2 separate regions of the Sus scrofa genome follow, and region 2 is linked to region 1. Evidence: chromatin contacts called from public Hi-C data. All regions are on one chromosome and are shown on one strand. The core of a region is the stretch at or near the end of the contact, and the rest is flanking DNA. Distances in the headings are between cores, read along the strand shown. Region 1 holds the start of DUS3L (tRNA-dihydrouridine(47) synthase [NAD(P)(+)]-like). Region 2 holds the start of SAFB2 (scaffold attachment factor B2).

What was found. A called contact is a pair of places that touch in the nucleus more often than the background predicts.
Region 2: a contact with region 1 is called in a Hi-C map of skeletal muscle, with 4 times the contacts expected there. The contact joins the promoter of SAFB2 here to the promoter of DUS3L in region 1. A contact is called at or near these places in 6 of 47 Hi-C or Micro-C datasets (adipose tissue, heart right ventricle, liver and 2 more) and 1 of 2 datasets of contacts at active chromatin or transcription factors (alveolar macrophages).

The regions. Positions count from the first base shown.
Region 1 is chr2:73,195,578-73,200,748 of Sscrofa11.1, forward strand. It overlaps DUS3L (tRNA-dihydrouridine(47) synthase [NAD(P)(+)]-like), which reads left to right and starts at 2,037. Exons shown (of 13, transcript XM_003123092.4): 1 at 2,037-2,255; 2 at 3,002-3,290; 3 at 3,512-4,021; 4 at 4,396-4,437; 5 at 4,589-4,741; 6 at 4,969-5,085. The coding sequence starts at 2,149.
Region 2 is chr2:73,331,454-73,336,624 of Sscrofa11.1, forward strand. SAFB2 (scaffold attachment factor B2) reads left to right here and starts at 3,089. Exons shown (of 18, transcript XR_002341685.1): 1 at 3,089-3,426; 2 at 4,611-4,698. SAFB (scaffold attachment factor B1) reads right to left here and starts at 3,041. Exons shown (of 21, transcript XM_021084024.1): 1 at 2,569-3,041. The coding sequence starts at 2,931.

The sequences.
Region 1 (5,171 bases), core at 787-3,286:
GAAAAAAAGTCACCATTATAGGGCAGAGCCAGGAAGCCCTGGGAGGGTTCTTGGAGGCTGAGGCCCAGAGGAGTGAGGCCAGTTCCTGAGGTCACCCTCTCTGGCCTCAGTTTCCCCAGCTGTCCAGTTGTCTCCCCAAAGGACCTGGGTGCCTGTGGGATGACACCGGGGACATGATGGTAGAATCTTGGAGGGCAATGGGACAGGCACCTCCCATTGAACAAGTGAGCTCCTGTCCCTGGACGTGGGGGGGGCGGGCGGCGGCAAGAGTCTCCCAAGGACTGTGGTGGTTTCCTCCCAGATTCCACCACTTTATTCCCAGATTGTCCGATAGAGGGCAGCCAAGGCTAGAGATGGAAGACAAGCTTCTCCCCACCCCCACTCCATTTTCTCCCAGGTCTTAGAAAAGCTGGTGCCTAGCCTGTGGCCTCAAGCAAATCCTTTCTCTCCTCAGGCCTCAGTTTCCCCACTTGTTACCTCTAGGAACACAGAGTTCCTGCCTCACTTCCCTGCTCAGGGGAACATCATCAAGTTTAGCCATGAGGAGATCCCTTGTGGCTCAGTGGGTTAAGGATCTTGCATTGTGACTGCAGCAGCTTGGGTTGCTGCTGCGACATGGGTTATATTCATGGCTCAGGAGCTTCTATTCCATGCTGCGGACTCGGCCAAAAAAAAAGTTTAGCAGTGAAATGCAAGGGCCGCTATAAGGGCGTGGTTGTTCCCATTCTGCGCTATTCACGTAATTCAAGGCAAATAATAGTAGTAAAGTAACAGTAACAACAGTAGTCATTAATGTTCATTGTTATTTATTGAACCTTACTTTCTTTTCTATTTTTGTCTTTTTAGGGCCACCCCTGAATATGGAAGTTCCCAGGCTAGGGGTCGAATGGGAGCTTACAGCTGCCGGTTTACACCACAGCCACAGCAACGCAGGATCCGAGCTGCATCTGTTACCTACAGTACAACTCATGGCAACGCCGGATCCTTCCCCACTGAGTGAGGCTAGGGGTTGAACCTGCGTCCTCATGGATGCTAGTCAGATTCATTTCCACTGAGCCATGACAGGAACTCCTCCCTTACTTCTCTCAAAAACACTCAATGTCAGCTTCTCAGTGAAAATGTTTTCCCTGATCATTCTATTAAGCATTGAAGCCACCAAAAAATGACATTCCTGGGAGTTCCTGCCCTGGCACAGTGGGTTAAAATCTGACTAAAGTGGCTTAGGTTGCTGCAGAGGTGGGAGTTTCATCTCCAGTCCGGTACAGCAGGTTAAAGGATCCCACATCGCTACAGCTGCACTGTTAGTTGTAGCTGCTGCTGGGAACTTCCATATGCCATGTGTGCAGCCATTAAAAAAAAAAAAAGGTATTCCCACTTCCTGCTTCATTACCATCCAACATACAGTATACTTATTATGTGATCGTCTTCACCACTCCTATCTGAACTCTTAAGGGCAAAGTTTTTTGTTTTTTGTTTTTTTTTGTCTGTTTTATTCATTGGTGTATCCCTAGGACAGCATCTAGCATACAGGCCCTGAACAAATTATTTGTTGAATGAACGCCCCAAATAAAAGCAGCAGAATTTAAAAAATTTTAGGAGCTCCTGTCGTGGCTCAGTGGTTAACGAGCGCGACTAGTGTCCATAAGGACACAGGTTCAATCCCTGGCCTCGCTCAGTGGGTTAAGGATCTGGCACTGCCATGAACTGTGGTGTAGGTCGCAGAGGCAGCTTGGATCCCCCGTTGCTGTGGCTGTGGCGTTGGCCGGCAGCTGCAGCTCTGATTCGACCCCTAGCCTGGGAACTTCCATATGCCGCGAGTGAGGCTCTAAAAAGACACACACACACACAAAATTGAAAATAAAAAATTTTAAACCCCATCAGGAAAACAACTCTTCCTTGGGCCGATTGTGGCCCGGAGGAGGCCAGTTTGAGCGAACCAAAAGGATCATTTAACATTTCCCTTTCCCACAAGAGGATCAGAGGTTTGTACAAGAATCTGAGGCCCCACCCCCACGCAGGCTCCGCCCCATGACACGTACAATGGCGTCATTTGGAGCGACGCGGGCAAGAGCACTTCCCCGGCACAACCAGGGGAGACACACGGGCGACCCGGAAGGCGACACTCCAAAGCGGGGGTGAAGGGGACCGATGGCGGAGGGAGCGGCGGAGGCCCCAGCAGAGAGTGGTGGTGGTGGTGGTGGTGGCAACCCCGGAGCCGGCGAGCCAGAACGAGGGGTGACGCCCATTAAATCTCAGTGAGTCTCTGGGGCGGGGGGAGTATCTCAGGGCCTTCCCGGCATCCGTAAGTGGGGCCCGAACCGTGCATGCTGGGAGGTGGGGCCGCAGCCCAGGGCGGGAAGCTCGCATGCTCTTCTCTCTTTCTTTTCTGCTCTCCTTTCTTTTCTACTCTCAGGGCCGGAGAGCACCTGAGATCGCGCACGTTGGGAACTGTCACATGCTCGAAGGACAGCACGGTGCATGCTGGGGTGGGCGGGCTTTGATGCCAAGGCCAGCATGCATGCTGGGGACTGTAGTCTCAGCATTTGGCGGGAATAGCGCATGTGCACCCCTAGCCAGCCGCAGATAGAATCTGGGATTGAATCTGAAGCAAGTGCTGGGAGGCGGGGAGGCGGGGAGGGGGCGTGCTGGGGGTTGTAAGGCTGAAGGGCGTGCTGGGAAATGTGGCGGGCTGCGGCCTGGTTGCAAGACACTCTGGGACTTGTAGTTTCTTTTATCCTAACGTGGCCAGGGGTGTTCACATCTGATGCCTATACTTCAGCTCATCAGTGTGGGCTCTGGGGACCCAGGAACAAAATAGGTACTCCTTGTGGCCCTGAGGTGCTCCCAGGTTGGCAGCTGACTGATTCTAAGTGAGCACCCCATCAGCAGAAGCATGTAAGCAGGGGCAGGTGTTTTCAGCCTCTTTTCTCAGCGTTCATTGACTCTGAGCTCAGAGGGACTTCTTCCCTAACTCCTGTTTCCCCCGCCTATCTGTTGGCAGATACCTCACCACCAAGGAGCAATTCCACGAATTCTTGGAAGCCAAAGGACGGGAGGAGCCCAGCCAGGAAACCAAGGCAGGGGACCCTGATGACAATGACCTGGTTGAGCCTGAGGCCAAGCGTATCCGACTGGAGGATGGGCAGACAAAGGACGGGCAGACAGAGGAGGCAGCCGAGCAGAGGGAGGAGCCGCAGGTTCAGAAGAGGGCCCGGGGCCAGAACAAGAGCCGGCCTCATGTGAAGCCCACCCACTATGACAAGAACAGGCTCTGTCCCTCCCTGATCCAGGTGAGTGTCATTGTCACCAGAAAGTTTTAGGGGACTTGAGTGTGTGCCTCTCTGTCCTTCATTCAATCCTCATGACTTTGTGATATAAGAATCGTTATCATTCCCATCTGCCCATGAAGAAACTGAGGACACCCTGCCAGGAGGAGAGGGACCTGCATTTCAATCCCTGGTTGCCTGACTGTCTCCCTGTCTTCCCTCATTGCCGGCTTGTTTCCCTGCAGGAATCAGCCTCTAAATGTTTCTATGGTGACCGCTGCCGCTTCCTGCATGATGTGAGCCTCTACCTGGAGACCAAGCCGGCTGACCTGGGACCCCGCTGTGTGCTCTTTGAGACCTTCGGCAGGTGCCCTTATGGCGTGACCTGCCGCTTTGCTGGGGCGCATCTGGGGCCCGAGGGCCAGAATCTGGTGCAGGAGGGGTTGGTCCAGGCCCCAAACATCCGCAACGGCCTGGACAAGGCCCTGCAGCAGCAACTGCGAAAGCGCAAGGTCTGCTTCGAGCGTTCGGAGCAGGCCCTGCGCCAACTAAGCAAGGGCCGGCTGCCAGGCCCTACCCCCACCGCTGCTGAGCCTGAGGTCACAGAGGCTGATGGTGCCCCAGAGCAAGATGGCTGTGATGCCCAACAGGCCTCCCATGGGCCACAACAGGCCCCTCCCAGTGGCCCTTTAAGGACATGCGGGCCCCTGACAGATGAGGATGTAGTCAGGTTGCGGCCCTGTGAGAAGCGGCGGGTATGTGTCACGGGTTCCCCGCTGAGGACATGGGCAGTGTTGGGGACAGACAGAGCTGGACACTCACTCCGAACTCTCGAGGGTCAGGGCTGTGGCAGAGGGGAGCAGTGGGAAAGGCTTCCTGGAGGAGAGGACATTGGGGCTAGTGTCATGATGGTTGGGTAGAAGCTCTCCAGTGGAGAACGTGGAGAAAAGAACATTCTTCATGGAGGGATTTGTTGGCTTGTGTGGAGGCCTGGGGGTGAAAGCGATCCCGGCTGGTCGCGGTAGGGCAAAGCATGTGGGGCAGAGGCTGTGGGGAGGCTTGAGGTTTGAGAGGCCTTGAAAGCCAGGTCGGAGGGGGGATCTTCACCGTGTGTTTTCCTTCCCTCCAGCTGGACATCAGTGGGAAATTGTACCTGGCCCCCCTCACCACGGTAGGACCCACATGGGGCTGGGCCGGCTGCTGGCAGCACGGTCACTCCAGCAGTACCTCCCCCGCCTTATGGGTCTTAGGGTTTGGACGGGTGTCCGGGGGTCCCTGCCTGCCATGCCCTCACACATGCCCCTGTCCCCCTCTGTCCCCAGTGCGGGAACCTACCCTTTCGGCGGATCTGTAAGCGCTTTGGGGCTGATGTGACTTGCGGGGAGATGGCCGTGTGCACCAACCTGCTGCAGGGCCAGACGTCCGAGTGGGCCCTGCTCAAACGCCACCCCTGTGAGGACGTCTTTGGTGTCCAGGTCTGTGCTGCCCTGAGGGAGGGTGGAGGGGAATCTCAGCTGCCAAACTTCAAGGCAGGGTTCGGGGTCCGGCTCTCCATGTCTCCTCCCAGACCCCTTGCCTCAGCCACGGGCGGGGTGCCAGCCTGATGCACTTCCAGGGCTGATGGCTTTGGCACGGGGCTAGGAAGAGCCGGCCCCTCACCCTCTGCCCTGTCCCCCTGTTCCCCCTCCCCATGCACACACAGCTTGAGGGCGCCTTCCCCGACACCATGACCAAGTGTGCAGAGCTGCTGAACCGCACCATCGAGGTGGATTTCGTGGACATCAACGTCGGCTGCCCCATCGATCTCGTATACAAGAAGGTACCCGCTTGGCCCCAGAGCCCCGGGGAGGGCAGAGTGTGGGTGGGCAGAGTCCCTGGGGGCCTCTGGGCCTCGGGTTCCCCATC
Region 2 (5,171 bases), core at 1,839-4,338, 140 kb after region 1:
CCTGCTGTGTGTGGCCTGGGATGGGATGTGACATGTACTACCTCATCCTATCACACATATTTATGACTGACTCCAAAGGTCTCACTCTCAGCCACTAGGGGACCTGTTTCATCAGATACAGAATTATAAGGCTCTCTAGGCAAGTCTCACCTCCCACTCCAAAAGCCCACTGTTTACTTGAACAGCCCCCACTCATGCTCAGCACTGTGCCAGGCACCAAGGAGGCACTCTGGAGAAAAAAAAAATAAAACTGAACTTGTCAATGCTGACATCCTGAGATACCGAGTTTCACATTTATATTTTGTTAACCCTTTCTCTACCAGACTATCCTGTGAACAATAGTTCTGTTTAAACCCATTTCAAAGACTATTTGTAAACAGCTTCAAAGATTCTCGGGAGTCTCCCAGTCTAAATTTAGAATGGGGCTAGGGGGCTCCATACCTACTCTCTACCAGAAACAAAGAAAATCTCTCCCTTTTCTCTGAAGCCAGAACCAGAAGACTGAGTTATCTCCTGGGATCAAGGAAAGCACAAACAGAAAGTTCCTCACCCTCTTCCTGGGGAAAGAAGATTCTGGAACACCAAGATTCTGGTACAAGAACTACCTCAGACAGATGTACCAGTTTGACCCTCAGTGTATCTCTGGGTGTAGTGTTTATAGCATCATCCCTAGGGGGGACTATAGGCTATGACTGATTCTTTTGGGCCTCAGCAAATTACAGTTTGTGTGTTCCCCCACCTTTCCCTCTTTTGCCCTTCCTAAAAAAAAAAAAAAAAAACAAAAAAAAAAACAAAGGAACGAAAAACTAGATGATAGACGTAGAAGAGAAAAACATCAGTACTCCCAGATTTGCTTGGGCAGAGTGGCAGATAGGTGTGTACACTCATAGTATTTTTGTAATTTGAGCACATCCCTAGAAAACGGAAAAGGAAGAAAGATGGATCTATCCCCTCAGAGATGCTAGTGACAGAAGATTTCTGAAGTCACACACCAGTCTCAACCACCAGCCTGACAGGAAGGTTCAGTGCCATCTTATCAGCATTGCAGGCTTGTAGACTAAGGGAAAAAGGATACCCCCCCCCCCCAGTTTGGCTTTGTTGACAAGAGGTCCTGGAGGCTACTAACGACATGGATGGGGGGGCAGGGGGCGGTGCCTTCAACCCTCATCCTGCTTGCATCTTTTCCAGGTAAACATCTTAATCAAATGCCTAACCTGTCTGAGTAAAGGAAGTTAGTATCCATACTGAAAGAAACACAGGCTTTCTGAGTTAGACCCAACTGACTCAAGGGAAGTAATTCACCACTCCCAAGCCTGAGCTTCTCAACCAGATAATAGAAAATAATCCCCATTTCCTCTAAATAGCAATTAATAAATAACCCCCCAATCCTCAGTTGTTTGGGAGGCAGGAGGGTGGAATGAGTCACAAACCGCACCGTCTGGAGGGCTTGGGGGTGGGGTGGGGGGTGTTGGATTAAGTGGCAAGGCTTAGCGATTACACGGAAGACCCAAGACAAGTGTCTCTAGGTTGCAAAAAGGCAAAGAAAGAAGCCACAGGAATAAAGCAAACCATAGGGTGAAACAGAAAGGCGCCAACATTTACTTAAACTCACTGCTCTTCACACGCATCCCTCAGAACCCCTCAAGACAGGGGTTAGAACCACCCTCTGCCGCTTGCCAATATCAAACGGTGGCACAGAAAGAAAAGTGACTTGTAACAGCGATCCTACTACCTCTGAGTGTTTACATGTGCTAGGCAACACGCCAAGCCTGTTTCATGCCATCTTACTTAATCCTAGCACGGAAGAACTATTACTTTCCTCTTCGAACACAAAAAGAAACAGGATCGAGAAGGGGTAGTAAATGTCTTCCATGCCCAAGATCAGGCCCCTGGGCCTGGCAGGGGCCTGATCTCTCCCCAACCCTCTATGTTCTATCTCGCGATTGCTAACTGCACTTCCCTTTGCATGCTGTGTCCCCGAGTCCGTGCTGGAAGGTCCCTAAGCCGTTTTTTCTCTCTCTTGGAAGATTTTTTTCGGAACGATTACTTTAACAGTTCATTCAAGGCTTCTAGGCCATAACGGATCAAGGAGCATCTATCTTCCCAAAGGAGAACCGCGCGGCCCGCACGGGCTCAGGGAATCAGACGGCTTGGGTTCAAATCCCCACCTCCCCACTCGGGTCGAATGACCTTGGCCCAGTCCCCACGCCGCGGAGGAAATGAGGATTTCAAGGTTCCGCGTCCACTTTCGCAGACTGGGATGAAACCAACCAAAAAAAAAATCCCTAAAAAACAGTGAATGATGCGGAAAACACAGGCCTTAGCCGATGTCACCCGTCACCCCAAACTTCCCCCGTTCGCTTCCCCAGTCTCGCCCCGATGCGACTCTAGACTTCGAACCTGGAGCTCCCGCCGGAGCCAGAGAGAAGCCGGGAGAAGCGCTGAGCGCCAGGCCCAAAGCAGGCCGCAGACAGGGCCGGGGGCGGACCCCGAGGCCAGGACGCCACCGTCGTGGCTGCCGGGGTCCCCCAACCCACTTCCTGCCCACCCCCAAGGCCCCGGCTCCACCTTTTTGAGCCGCTCCATCAAAACGCTCTTGTTGCCGCTCGAGTCCAGATTCCGTTTCCTCAGCTCCGCCCGCAGATCAATCACCCGCAGGTCGCTGAGGCGCCGCGTCCCGGTCTCCGACGAGGCGGAACTCAGAGCGGCTGCGCCCGCCGCACTCGAATCGCCTAGGCCTGACAGAGCCTCCGCCATTCCAGGGACCCTGGCTCCGCCGCCCACTTCACACAGAACCGGGCAGGATTTATCTCGGCTTCTAGCACAAAATGGCGCCGCCTGCGAGGGAACCGCTCCAGCCGCCCCGGCGCGCCTCGCTCCTGCGCAGGCGCACCCGGCGCGGGTTCGACGCTCCCGGTCGCGTCTGCCCATGCGTGGTGAGAGACTTGGGGAACTGCGCGCAGGCGTGTTGCGTTTTGCTGGCCTCCCGCCGCGATCAGCCGGCACACATGCGTACTGCAGTTACGGCGCCTGCGCGTTGTGCCGGGTCACGTGCGTTTGGTCGACGCGCTAGCGTGCTTGCTGCTAAGAATCCCGGTAGGGGCCGCACGCATGCGCTGCCGGAAAAACTGGGCGGGAGGAAGCGAGTGCGTTTTCCTCGCCGGCGGCGCCATTTTGTGTTCAGAGCCGCTACTGCCGCCGGCGGTGTGAGGAGTAGGTGGCGGAGACGGGGTGCCCGGGATGGCGGAGTCTCCGGCAGGGTCCGGTGACTCGGGTTCTGGCACGGCCAGTGTCGTCTCGGGCGCTTCAGAAGCCGGGACGCGGCGGCTCAGCGATCTGCGGGTGATCGATCTGCGGGCGGAGCTGAAGAAGCGGAACCTGGACACGGGTGGCAACAAGAGCGTCCTGATGGAGCGACTCAAGAAGGTGAGGCAACCAGGGGCCCTGGGGTGGCGCAGGAAGCTGGGGCACGCCCCCGAGCGGGCCTGTCACCGTGACTCCCGGGCCCGGGGCGCCTCCGGCCCGCTTCTCGTGGCCGAACCCAGCCCGAGCTGTCAGGGACCGCGGGGATCCGGCTGTGTGACCTTGGCTCGTCACCGCTTCTCTCTGTGTCTTACCTCCTCCTTTTTTTCTAGTTAGTCGTTTCAAGAGCGCTGAAAGCCCACTATAGCTGCAGGGTGGCTTCTAGACTGCACCCGGGGTTTGGGTTGGAGACTGTTTGTGTGACCTTGGACAAGTGCTTTCCGTTACTTGCTCTTGTTTCTTGTCTTGGAGATCCAAGAGAGAAAGATCCTTTGAGGTTTTCTGTCTTGGAGAGGTTTTCTTTCTTGGAGATCCAAGACTGAAGATCCTTTGAGATTTCTCGGGGTGGAGGGTGCTTTGCTGGGTCCTGCCCCAGGACCTTTGTTCCTCCCTTGCTTTTCCCCCGGACTGCTCCTCTCCCAGGTCAACAACTGTCTGGCGCCTTGTCATTTTGGGGTCTGAGATGTCGAGTCGCCGACCAGCCTCCCTAAGTTCTGCTGCACTTCCCTGACTCCATATCGCACCATCCTGTGTTTATTGCTCCCACCTCAGGGGCACTTGACACAAACTGGGGCGGGGCGTTGTCATTTCCCAAGTCAGAACTAGCTTCTTGAGGATCAGGACCTTGTGAGTTCCCTGGGTTCGCCGCGCCTCCCCAGGCCCAGAAGGCACTGGGATACTTGTTGAGTGGAACCACTAACCTCTCCTCTACCCAGGTTGATGGGTGTTTTTCTACCTCAGGTCAAAGATGGCTGGGTTGACCAGCTCCTCAGCCCTTTGCCCCTGCCGCCTTTCTGCCTGTTACTTTGTTGACTTAGAGCAGAGGCATTTTGGAGGTTAGGGGTCATTTTGGAACTTGTCATTGACCCTGTTTCTGAACTGTCTGTCTTTTGGGTGAGGAGCCCAGAAAGAACTAGGGGGTACTGGGATCATCCTGTGCCTTTGGGGTTTGCAGCCCAGATAGCAGAACCAGACTTGTTTTTTGCAAGGAAAGGTTCACCTTTGTTCACAGGGAAGTCATTGCTTAAAAGAGAACAGTACATGCCCTGCAGTTTTTAGTAATGTTAAAATCTGTCTCTTCCTAATAGGCTGTGAAGGAAGAAGGGCAGGGGCCTGATGAAATTGGCATCGCCTTGGAAGCCACAAGCAAGAAGACAACAAAGAGATGCCTTAAAGGTATCCACTTGTACTTGTTGCTGCTTGGGGCCTCTGCCTTCAGAGCACTAATGTAGAGAACTGGTTTTTTAGCAGTCTTCCTGCTCCCCAGGTCAGAAAAGCTCCTTTGGACCTCGTTTTCCTCCATTTAGCTTACTTTTCTACTACCTAACATGTGGTTCCATCAGAGTGCTGAGAGAAATAGAGCTCTGTAGGTGCCAAGTTAAATTAAAATACATACTAGGAACATCTCAGCTCTTGTCACTGCGATTAAAAAAGAGCTAGAGTAAGGCACACTCTTAAAGCTGCCCCAACTGGTCTCCTTGGCTTCCTTCCTGGTTCAAAAAATAGGTCTCAAATCAAGGAAAATGACACCAACCTGAGACCAAATAGAACCCAACTTCTCTAGAGTCCAAAATAGATTGTTGGATTATTTGCACCTAGGCTATATTTTACCAGCGTGATTTTTTTTTTTTTTAATTCACATGCTGTAA